Linked DNA regions of Macaca mulatta: region 2 is linked to region 1. A link is a contact called in public Hi-C data. All regions are on one chromosome and are shown on one strand. Each heading gives the region's core, a stretch centred on a gene start, on an enhancer-like site or on the middle of the called end of the contact. The rest is flanking DNA. Distances are from core to core; before and after follow the strand shown. Region 1 holds the start of NAT10 (N-acetyltransferase 10). Region 2 holds the start of CAPRIN1 (cell cycle associated protein 1).

Region 1 (6,036 bases), core at 2,247-4,746:
TTTAAAACTTAAAAAGGTAGAATGTCATTGATTACCTTGATTAGGGCAGTTTTATTTCCAGATCCTAATAATTCCTAAAAAATACAGAAAAGTTTTTTTCAATCATTGTACCTTGATATTAAATATCCTTTAAATATTTCTAATCAGTTAGCTTCTACAGTTCTTTTGTCTCCTTTTATATGCAACTCTTATGTGGGAGACTTTTCCACTTAAAGGAGACATAGAATGTGTGCTTATTCTCAGAAGGTTGATTAACTGAGGTGATCAGTTAACAGCTAGTTGAGCAGTCAGCTTCCTAAGTGTTTTAGGACATTTGTTCATTATATTTTCAGTAATATAACTAGAGGAAATGGAATGCAGGTAAGTGCCGAATTCAAACCCTTCATTTCATCTTTAAGCTCGGAATCTGCATTCCACTTGAGTTCTTGTTAAGCATTCTAAGTTTTAATTGATTGTAAGTTAGATTTCACAGAATCAGTATTGCCCTTCATCTTGTCCTTTTTATGGAGTTAATGGGGAGGAAAACCCCTCAGGAAAATGAAAGTAAATTGTTAAGGCTCATACCTTTTTCCATTTTGAATTCTACAAAAGTTCTGGAAAAGACTAGTGAATGTTTAAAATTACATTAGATTAAATTCTATGAAAGCCTGGTTTTCTCACTGTCCTTGAACGAAGTCTGCTTAAGTTGTTAAAAACCATCCAGCAAAAGCTATAAGTGAAGAATTGCTACTGGTATGAGGAGAGGAAAAGGTTTATATAAGAAATCTGATAGCCTCATCTTCTAATACACTTCTCAGCCTCTACTACTAATATCCTACTTTAACAAGCTGTTCTGAAGCTAATCCAGTTACGTGAGCAGTACGGCTGTTTTGAGTATAGGCAGTGGAAGATCAGCAGTTTGTTCCTGATCATCTAGCAAAGGCATTCGTGTATTGCTCATTTGGAAATACTAACTTTAAGTACTGTGTTTAATAGGCAGACACACTGTATTAAGCCACTGAATTAAGGGTTTATTCAGCAAATTAGGGTATCCTTTGCCCAGCATCATGCCAAGCACTAGGCATTTAGTGGTAACAAAAATCACTGTGGTTTCTGCTTTCATTGAACTGTCTAATCAAAGACACTGATGTGACACCAAAGTGTAGCAAATGCCATGTTGGAGCAATGTGGTAGATACTAAAGCCATGACGGAGAGTGTATATCCTAGTTAAAATGATCAGGGGAGACAACTGAAAGGGGTAATTGAGTAGATTTGAAGGGTAAGGGGTAGTAGACTAGTCAAAAGAAAGAGAGAGAAGAACATATCTAAACGTCTGATCACCAGTGACTGAAAGTACCAGGATCAAGTGGAAAGACAAAGGACTAGCAGAGTTACAGGTTAGAGAAACAGGTAAAGACTACTGTGGACAGCGTAATAGTTGCATTTCATGTTTTGTCTAAGAACAGTTGCAAAATGTTTTGTCTCTTAAAAACAGTTGCAAACTATTGAAGGTTTTAAAGCTGTGTGTTGGGCCGGGTGTGGTGGCTCTTGCCTGAAATCCCAGCACTTCGGGAGGCTGAGGCAGGGGGATCATGAGGTCAGGAGTTTGAGACCAGCCTGGCCAATATGGTGAAATCCCGTCTCTACTAAAAATACTGAAACTAGCCGGGCGTGGTGGCATGCGCCTGTAGTCCCAGCAATTCGGGAGGCTGAGGCAGAAGAATCGCTTGAACCTGGTAGGTTGCAGTGAGCAGAGATGGCGCCACTGCACTCCATCCTGGGTGACAGAGCGAGACTTCGTCTCAAAAAAAAAAAAAAAAAAAAAAAACCTGTTGTTTGGGGTGGGGATGGTGGCCCACTTAATAAAGTTGCCATTTAAATAACATTCAATGCAATGCTGAGAACAACATACGGACCAAGAGATGGTACGGAGGCTTGTTGGAGTGGTCCATGTGAGAAATAATGGATTCCAACTTAAGGTGGAGATGGGGTGGTGGTGGTGAATGGATTCTGTAGATACCCTATCTCACTGGTCACGACTCGGTATCCTTTGCTGATTTCTCCAGGCCTTGGATGTCAGACTCTCAGTATTCCAAGTCAACTCCTTGATTACCCAACACCAGTTGCTCAGAGCAAATGTTTTGGGTGCCATCTTCAATTTACTTTTATACCCTGTATCTAATCCTTAAGTGAGTTCACGTAGTTTAACTTGAATATCCAGTTATCTAATACTTTTAACCACTGCCACGACTACCATCCTAGCACAGGTGACTACAATAGCTTATAATTGTTCTCCCGTTTTCTACCGTTGCCTTCCTGTGGTTTAGTTTTTTGGCTAAGAGCCTTTTAAGAGGGCAAAGCACATTTTCTCATTTCCCTGTCCCCCACAAACTCCAGTGGTTTCTCATGATGACTAGAATTAAATTCTAAATCTGGTCCTTCACTTGCCCACTGCTTTGGCCACAGACTGCTTTGCCAGGACTTCTTCCCCATCTTGGAGCTTTTGTATGTACATCTTTGGCATGGGGGAGCATTTCACTCAGATACTGTCAGGGCTTATTCTTTATAAATTTTAGGTCCTTGTTTCATCCAGTGTCACCCCGTCCCCCGTCAGAGGCCTTCCGTGTTCGCTTCTAAAATAGTGCCCTTAGTTACTTCACTCACTGGATACTTTTGCTTAATAGCATTTAAAACAACCTAGAATTAACCACGAGGGGCAGTAACATTTTGGTCACTATCCCTTGTGAGCAGAATAGTGCATGGGCATATTGACATTTTGCTGAATGAACTAAAAAATTTCATGATGAATGTTGGATTAAATGGGTGGTGCTGCTGATGACATTAAAATTGGAAGTGTCTTATCTGGGGAAGGGGTTTGCATTCAGACATCTGCGGTATCCAGGAGGAAACATCAAGCAGTTGATAATGCTTTTTGAAGTTCAGCGATCTGCCCCAAAGTCAAGAATGCAACACGCTATGTATAGGTTGTCCTTGTAGTCATGTTCTTGGAGTTTACTGGAAGCCCAGGGGGAGTAATTTCATTTGACTTTGCAGGCCTAATGGGAGCCTGCAAAGTACAGAGGCCGCAGTCATGGGTAGATTACAGGATTCCCATCTGTAAGATCAGTACTGTGGGGGTGGAGGGACAAGCGAGACCAATAAAATAGGTCTGTCGGCCGAGTTTCCTCAACTTACGGGGATCGGTTAAATTGAGCACAGATAGCTGGATCCGTCGCGTCTCGCGTACCCAGGCTGACGCTGAAAACCCTGGACCTAGTGGGCAGGCCCTGGGGGTGCGGACATCTATTTTGCCCTTCTCAGCCAAGGTACCTTAGTTCGGATATGATGAGCGTGAAGAGGCAAACCGCACCCAATACCCCAGCTACCGCGAGCTGTGAGACTAAAATGCGCAACCGCAGTGGACATCTAGACCCCAGCTCCGCCTCCGGTGGCTTACGTCATTACTCAGCGACAGCCTTGAGGAAGGTCCCTTCTCGCTCGCCATCGCTGCGACTGTAATGCGCTTGCGCACGTGCAGTGTACCAGTGCCTGAGAGCGGCGCGTGCCGCGGAGCCAGGCCAAGTCCGAGACCCGGTCACCAGGCATCCGCTAGGGGCAGTTAGTTGTGCCTTCTCTTTCGGAGTTGTTCCGTGCTCCCACGTGCTTCTGCTTCTCCACTGGCTGGGATCCGCCGGGCTCGGGACGCAGGTACCCAACGCGGGATGGCCGCGTATGGATGCCAAGATCGGTGTCTGTGTTCTTCCTGTCCCGAGAGGGGACCGGCCTCAGGATGAAGGCTCTGCATCCGGACGGATACCTGGCCTACGCCGACTGTCCTCCACCCCTCTTTTGGGGCGCTCCTAGATAACAGAATCACCTCTCCAATACGCAGCCGCTCTGGGCGCGTGCTTCTCGAGCATCCTCGGGGATTGCGTGGCTTGATACTCACCCGCTAAGTGCCTGTAACTGGGGAGTCGGGTTGAATGGGTGGGTGACAACACTTGCTTTCCGTGGAGCTTGCCCGCAGTGCCCGGCGGCAGCTCTAAGCTTTAAACTTAGGTAATCTGATTCCAGATCCTTCCACGTTCTTAAATCCTTCACTGTGCACATTCCTTTATACTTTTTATTCAGCAATCACATTCAGGATTTGGTTTTGTTTGCCAGTGCACCTAAAGTGGTGCCTGCCACCTAGATGTTATGTGTAGATAGATAAATGAATGAGTGAGTGAAAAATAATCATCTCCTTCAAGGCCTTCCCCATCCAGGCCTTCCATGACAGCTTCAGCCTATAGTAATCTCAGCGCTTCCTTCATCTGACCCCGCACTATAGCTGTTTTTTTTACATCTAATTTTACCTGGTTCTTGTTCCTCATCTCATTCTTTTAAATACCTTCTTCACGAAGAATGCAAGCTTGAAGTCAAGGGCCTTGTGGTACTACTTCTGGGGCTCCCACAGTAGTTAGAGCAAAAGGCAGCCCCCATTAATTAGTTGTTGATTGATTTTTGCGGGATCTTTATGTGGCCGGCAACACAGGGTTTACAAGTTGAGAAGATTGGTGAACTGGGAAGAGCTCAGGTTTTGGAGTCGGGAAGACTTGAGTGTGAATTCTGTCTCTCGTTTTTCTGCCTTGGGGTATTTGAATTCTTTATACTTTCTCCTTTACTTATAAATTGGGGTCCTTGACAGTGATTTAGTGTTTTATAATAAGACATATGCTAAAATCTGTGTTTGGATTGGAAGGTTAGAAGGGACAGTTAAAGTGTGGTAAGCTAGGCCGGGCGCGGTGGCTCAAGCCTGTAATCCCAGCACTTTGGGAGGCCGAGACGGGCGGATCACAAGGTCAGGAGATCGAGACCAGCCTGGCTAATACAGTGAAACCCCGTCTCTACTAAAAAATACAAAAAACTAGCCGGGTGAGGTGGCGGGCGCCTGTAGTCCCAGCTACTCGGGAGGCTGAGGCAGGAGAATGGCGTAGACCCGGGAGGCGGAGCTTGCAGTGAGCTGAGATGCGGCCACTGCACTCCAGCCTGGGCGACAGAGCGAGACTCCGTCTCAAAAGAAAAAAAAAAAAAAAAAAAAAGTGTGGTAAGCTTCAGTAAATGAACTTGATGTTTGTAATGCAGTAGGTACCGGAATTTCTAAGTAGCATGTCACTTTTACATCGAAGTAGCATGTTACTTTTAGAGTGATATTTCTGACGTTTTTATTGTGATGATGCAATATTTTACTGTAGGTAATCAAGGAACTATTTTTTTTTTTTTTTTTTTTTTTTGAGACGGAGTCTCGCTCTGTCGCCTAGGTTGGAGTGCAATGGCACACGATCTCGGCTCACTGCAACTTCCGCCTCCCGGTTTCAAGTGATTCTCTTGCCTCAGCCTCTCCTACAGCTCCACCACCACTCCCTGCTAAGTTTTGTGTTTTTGGTAGAGATGGGGTTTCGCCATGTTGGCCAGGTTGGTCTCGAATTCCTGACTTCAGGTGATCCACCCGCCTCGGCCTTCCAAAGTGCTGGGCTTACAGGCGTGAACCACCACACCCGGCGAGAACTTTTGAGGTCTGTACAAAGGCTTCAGTATAGTTTTAAAATGAGGAAACATTTGGACACATTACATCATGGAATTATTCATTGATAGTTATTGATTTCCCTGACTTTATTAGTAACACGTGAATTTTTTAAGACTCCACAAAAACAAAACAACAAAAGTCCCACCATCTAGAAGTAGCTACTTTATACTTTGATACTTCCTTCCAGTCTTTTTTTTTCCCCTCTGTTATGTGTATGCATTAGAAATGTTATGATACTTTATTCTGTCATGATTCTGTCATAAACATCTATATCCATATCCTTAGTTATTAAAAATGCTTGGCTGTGTGTGGTGGCTCACGCCTGTAATCCCAGCACTTTGGGAGGCTGAGGCGGGCGGATTGGGAGGTCAAGAGATCAAGACCATCCTGGCCAGCGTGCGCCTGTAGTCCCAGCTACTCGGGAGGCTGAGGCAGGAGGATTGGTTGAACCCAGGAGGCAGAGGTTGCAGGAAGCCAAGATCATGCCACT
Region 2 (6,036 bases), core at 2,169-4,668, 54 kb before region 1:
TTGAATTATTTTGCTAAAATGATCAGGATAGTTTAATTATTCACTTCAACTGTGGAGACTTCAAAGTGCTGGGGTCTAATGAAAGGAACAAGCAAATGTCAGCTTGAAAGATTTGCGTTATTGAAATGTATTATGCATATTGTTGTATTTACTTTATGTTAATGTATTTAATATTGGCATATATTAAAGTATACCAGGGTTTTTAAATTTATAAACCATTTATAAACATATTCTGCTCTTCCACTGTGTTTTCTGGGAACTCTTTATTTCTTCTATGATACAATGACCTCAAGCTACTGCATAGCTCTGTATTAGAAAAAAGGGTTTAAAAAATGAGTATTTAAAATTCACATAAACATAGCTTCAGTCCTCTTTTGGTCAAGCAGGAAATAGACAAATTTGAATGACTGAGACCTTGGCATTGAGCTGGGCAGGAAGTCAGCTTTGGGACACAGCTTTGCCTTAAATTTATTGGTCTTTCTGGACTTGCTGACCTGAACAGACAACCACAGAATGTCAGAACACCAGTGAAATGGGATTGGGATGACATAGGAAGTGAAAGCGTGACAGCTACATATATTCACCAAATATTTCTGGTTCACCTGCTTGCTACCCGGTATCTGATAGAATACTATCTCTTGACTCCCTTATGGTTAGATAGGGTCATGTGACTCTTTCTGGCCAATGAATTTAAGCAGATGTGATGCATATCTACCTGTCTAAAGCATTTAATTGACTGAGATATTCCTGAGTTCTCTTGTGGTACAGTGATCAGCAACATTTGAGATATGGCATCAGCATGAATCTGCTGAGTGACTACTATGAACAGGGCATTCTGTTGAACTGTGACAGATGTGTACCATTTGTAGTTGTTTTTTGCTTTTTTTTTTTTTTTTTTGAGACAGCCTCACTCCATTGTACAAGCTGGAATGCAGTGGCACGATCTTGGCTCACTGCAGCCTCTGCCTCCCGGGTTCTCGTGCCTCAACCTCCTGAGTAGCTGTAATTATAGGCATGCGCCACCACACCCAGCAAATTTTTTTGTGTTTTTAGTAGAGACAGGATTTGCCATGTTGGCCAGGTTGGTTTCGAACTCCTGACCTCAAGTGATCTGCTAGCCTTGGCTTCCCAAAGTGCTGGAATTACAGGCGTGAGCCCCTTTACCTGGTCCCATTTGTAGTTTTAAACCAGGGATTGGCAAACACTTTTTTTGTAAAGGAAGAGATAGTATTCTAGGTTTTGCACACCTTACTGTCTGTTGCACACCAACTACTCAACTCTGCCTTGCTATGGCAGAAAGGCAGTCATAGAATGGATGTAGATGGATGTGGATGTGTCCCAATAAAACTTTAGACATTGGTCAGGTTCTGAGGAAAAAAGCAGTGATTTTTGAAACTTTAATGTACACACAAATCTCCTGAAGATCTTGTTAAAAATACAGATTCAGTTAAGCCTGCTATGGAGTCCAAGATAGTAGTGACAGTGGTAGTGAGAGAGGTTGGGCTGAATAAACTTTGAGCTGCAAGGAGCTAAAGGATTATCATCTCCCTTTCCAGCCTCTAGGCCTGGCATAATTGCTCAGCGTGGTGCTAAGCATGGTTTAGGTGACTAAATTTTGAAACTAGTACTCCCCATCGAATGCAGCAAAAGCCAAAGTCCTTACCACGGTCTTTCAGGCCCTACAAGACCAGTTCCCCCCGCCCCCCCCCCTTTTTTTTTTTTGAGACGGAGTCTCGCTCTGTCGCCCAGGCTGGAGTGCAGTGGCGCGATCTCCACTTACTGCAAGCTCCGCGGCCTCCCGGGTTCACGCCATTCTCCTGCCTCAGCCTCCCTAGAAACTGGGACTACAGGCGCCCGCCACCACATCTGGCTAATTTTTTTGTATTTTCAGTAGAGATGGGGTTTCACCGTGTTCGCCAGGATGGTCTCGATCTCTTGACCTCGTGATCCGCCCACCTCGGCCTTCCAAAGTGCTGGGATTACAGGAATGAGCCACCGTGCCGGGCCAACCAGCCCCCTTTTATATGTTTGATCTCATCTCCTACTCTCTGCTCTTGCCACTATGGCTTCCATGCTGTTCCTTGAACCCAGCAAGCACACGCCTTCTTAGATCTTAGTACTTGGTGTTTCCTCTACCTGAAAGATTTTTCCTCCAAGGTAGCTACTTAGCCTTCTTCCTCGCTTCCTTCAGTACTAGCTCAAATGTCAGTAAGGCTTTCCCTGACCACCGTTTTTTCTTTTCTCTACCATTTCACTATCTGCCATATACTTACTTGTCTTCCCCTTACTTAGAATGTAAGCTCCATGTAAATATGTTTTGCTCATAATCCCTAGCACTTAAGAGTTCCCAGCACACAGTAAGGTGCACAATAAATACTCCAATGAATATATAACAGACTTTGCAGCTAACCAGGCTATCTTGAGGTCGGAGGCTGCTGTTGTTTCTCCAGGCTCCCTCCGGATGCACTGTTGCCAGCCAGCGTTACTCATTTCATTCCCTAGGCAACAGTGGGCTTGGTAGAACTCTCTTCTAAATCTCTTTTTCATAGAATTTAAATTATAAATTGGTCATTTACTGTTGTCGCACAATATTGCGTTGCTGAATTTTCCACTGATTATATTCATTTTATTTCCTTCCAGAACTTGGTTTCTTGTTTCTCTGCTCACTGTCCACACCCATTCCACTCCAAGGCTGGAATAATTCTCTTGGAAAAAAAAAGTAATCGTTTTCTTTGTATTTCATTGAACATTCCCTTTACAGTGTTAGGTAAACCTGAAACAAAAGGAAACAAAAGTCTAATAATTCGTAATACTCAGGCCTACTGGATAGATAACATCATAGGGTAGCTGAAGACTCTGAGGCCAGAGCTTTAGGATTTAAAAAGCCACCAACCATGACCGTGTCCGACACGTTCTACAGAGAACTCCTAGGTTACTGGGTGATTGTTTGGTGGGGAAGCGGCGAGTTGTCTTGTTTTCAAAAGACGTTATGGGGTATGGAGTTTGCTCGCTCTGCATACAGAAGGAATTCTAGAAGCCGGGATTGCACCACCCACCCCACGCACCCCTTACTTGCAGAAACCTTTGCCCCCCAACCCCCACCCCCACCAAATAAGGGCTCTTCAAGGGGCAGTTGCCAGCTCCAGACCCAGCTGCTTGACACCTATTGTCCCCGCTTGGGCGTCAAACGATTTCGCCTGAAGGACCCTAGCGTTGATTGCTCTCAAAACTCAAGGCGCCTTTCCCTCGGCCTTGGCGGGGCCATCCCCACCTGCGTCCAGGAGGCGCCCCACAGCGCAGGGGCCAGGGGACAGCAGAGAGGCTAGCAGGCTGCCTCTTCCAGGCAGGCGTTCGCGCCGGGCAGCCCGAGCGGCCGCGAAGGCCCCCGCTCTCCGCTTCTCCCGCCCCCCGCGCCCCAGAGGGCTGCTGGCTGGCTAAGTTCCTCCCGCTCCCGGCTCTCGCCTCACTAGGAGCGGCTCTCGGTGAAGCGGGACAGGGCGAAGCGGCTTGCGCCCACGGAGCGCGCGACACTGCCCGGAAGGCACTGCCACCCTTGCCCCCTCAGCTGCCCACTCGTGATCTCCAGCGGCCTCCGCGCGCGCACGGTGAGCGCCACCCGGGACCGAGCCGCTGCAGGGGAAGAGGGCCGCTGCGCCCGAGTGTCCTTTATCTCCGGACCTGCTGGAGCTTCCGAGGGGCTTGCCCCCAAGTCCCCCCACCCCACCCCGGCCATTTCCCATGCCCTTCTCTGCCCCCAAGACGCGGCCTCTTTCCTCCCTTCCCTGGAAGCCGGCGAAAGCCGGCCCTCCCAGCTGGGGACCGTTGCACTGGCCGTTGGCGGCCGGCGCGGCGATGCCCCGCCCCCGGCGCGAGCCTCGGAGCCGCGGGGCTGGTAGGCCGAGCCGGCGGCTCCGCGGGGGAGGGGCGGGTCGGGGGGCGGTGCGAGGCCCGGCCGGGCGCCCCGCTGGCGGGTCGCGCGCGCGCCCGCGCACTCTTCCTGCCCTCGAGGCGCGCCGCGCCCCCTCCCCCACCCGTTCGCGTAGGCTCCCGCCCGCTGCGCGTTTTGTCCCGCGTCTCGCCCCGTCCGTCTCCTGACTCGCCGCTCTTGTCCTTCCTCCCGCTTTTTCTTCTCTCCCCTCGCGGTCTGAAGATGCCCTCGGCCACCAGCCACAGCGGGAGCGGCAGCAAGTCGTCCGGACCGCCTCCGCCGTCGGGTTCCTCCGGGAGTGAGGCTGCCGCAGGAGCCGGGGCCGCCGCGCCGGCTTCTCAGCACCCCGCAACCGGCACCGGCGCTGTCCAGACCGAGGCCATGAAGCAGATTCTCGGGGTGATCGACAAGAAACTTCGGAACCTGGAGAAGAAAAAGGTGCCAGGAGTTGGCGGGGAAGGGAGGGGTGGCTGCGGCCGGGCTCTGCGCCCGCTCCGACCCTGGTCGCTGGAGTCTGCGCTTCTTTCCGTCTCGGGAGCGTTACTAGGTCCCCTCCTCCCACCCCCTGGTCCCCACGTCCCGTCTCCACGTTCAGCGGGAGCTTCGTGCCCAGAAAACGGGCTCCTGGAGGAGGCACTTGTCACCTGACTCGGACGCGGCACTGTCCCCCAGGCCTCTTCATTACTCTTCCGCTGTGGGTCTGGCTTTTGGCCTTTGGGAGTGGGACATGTGAGGGTGGGGGCCTGTCGTCAGGACATCACTGTATGATGCCCTTCTCTCCGTCTCCGAGACCCGATTTCTCTGACGAGGGCCCAAAATGAAGAGGTCCCTGCGCGGGGGGCTCCGGGCTCAACCAAGCGCCTCGTGGAGTTGGGGCGGCCTGTGTCCTGTAGCCTTGCGGTCTGTCCGCTCGGTTACCATGCATTTGAGACCTGTCGAGCGTCCCCTTTTCTTCCGTGGGAGAGAAGTGTGTTTAGAATCTTAAGGCAGAACTGCCTTTCCGGCAGGCCCATTTTGAATGGATCTTCGATTTGCTACCCCCGCCCCCATGCGATGGGCTCCCCTGCGTTTCCCTCTTTGTTTCAATTGTTTAGGTGTCCCCCCGAGCCTCACGCTCAGCTCAATCGCGAGATGATTTTCTGCAGCGACTTTTTGTTCCTAGGGGACTCTGAAGGGGCGGGGGACTGCCAGGATTTAGATTCGTTGGGGGCTGGGTCCTGGGGAGACTGGAGAGGATGGCTGGGACTCGGGGCACATGGAGAGAGCGTCTAACATGGCGGCGGCTGCGGGGAGAGGGAAGCGCTTTACTGGAGCTGCATTGTGAGCACAAAGCGAAAGCAGAGGGGGAGGGCAGAGACCAGGCAGCCGCCCGGACTGGCCTCCTTAGGCCCCCCTCTAAAAAGAAAAATCGAGCCACACCCACGATTTTTTGGATTCAATATTTAGTCCTTGTAGATCACACTACTGAGGTATATCTTCATCTGCAAGTCAGCCTTTTGTTTTATGCTTTCATCGCAGGACAGTGTAAACTCTGTTTAGAGGGGCGTGTGTATGTATGTAGAGAAAAGGTCTGGGCAGAGTGAATAATTAAAATGAGTAAGATCAGAGGTGGAAGGGGAGAAACAAATTAGTCGTTTGTGAAAACGAGGTAATTACGTCTGTGACTATCATGTTAACTTGAATTTTACCTTGTAAAATGAAAGTTTGATAACTTCTACTGTCTGCCTCTAGGAAAACATTTTTATAACATCTTGAATTTCCAGGAAATCATTTTGCAGTGTTTATGTAGCCAGATACCTAATAGCGTTACTTAGGTGCTGATATAGTAACTGGCTAAAACTTGGGCTGTGGGAAATAAGTTGAAGAAAACTGGCGATGTTTAGGTCTTATTAGTTTTACGTATTTACTGATATATTTTACATTTTGGGAGAGTTTTAAAACATTTAGATTTGATACTTCCTGTCTCCTCTTCAGTATTAAAGGTTGGGAGTTTTACTTGAATTTCATGGACTTTATTTGAAATTGAGAGATGTTCTAATCTTGGGATTTCTATCTTTTTTTTCCAATCATTTATTTTGATAAATGTGTGTTTTGTTATAGGTATTTGG

What was found. Hi-C and Micro-C count contacts between places; a contact is called where the count stands out from the background.
Region 2: a Hi-C map of fetal cortex germinal zone shows a contact between it and region 1, with 1.9 times the contacts expected there. The contact joins the promoter of CAPRIN1 here to the promoter of NAT10 in region 1. A contact is called at or near these places in 6 of 14 Hi-C or Micro-C datasets (CD4 T cells, blood, cortical neurons and 3 more).

Annotation. Positions count from the first base shown.
Region 1 is chr14:31,172,842-31,178,877 of T2T-MMU8v2.0, reverse strand. NAT10 (N-acetyltransferase 10) reads left to right here and starts at 3,496. Exons shown (of 29, transcript XM_015114550.3): 1 at 3,496-4,613.
Region 2 is chr14:31,226,898-31,232,933 of T2T-MMU8v2.0, reverse strand. It overlaps CAPRIN1 (cell cycle associated protein 1), which reads left to right and starts at 3,418. Exons shown (of 19, transcript XM_015114551.3): 1 at 3,418-3,605; 2 at 4,151-4,366. The coding sequence starts at 4,151. It overlaps LOC114672284 (a long non-coding RNA gene), which reads right to left and starts at 3,134. Exons shown (of 2, transcript XR_003722581.2): 1 at 2,894-3,134; 2 at 1,366-2,773.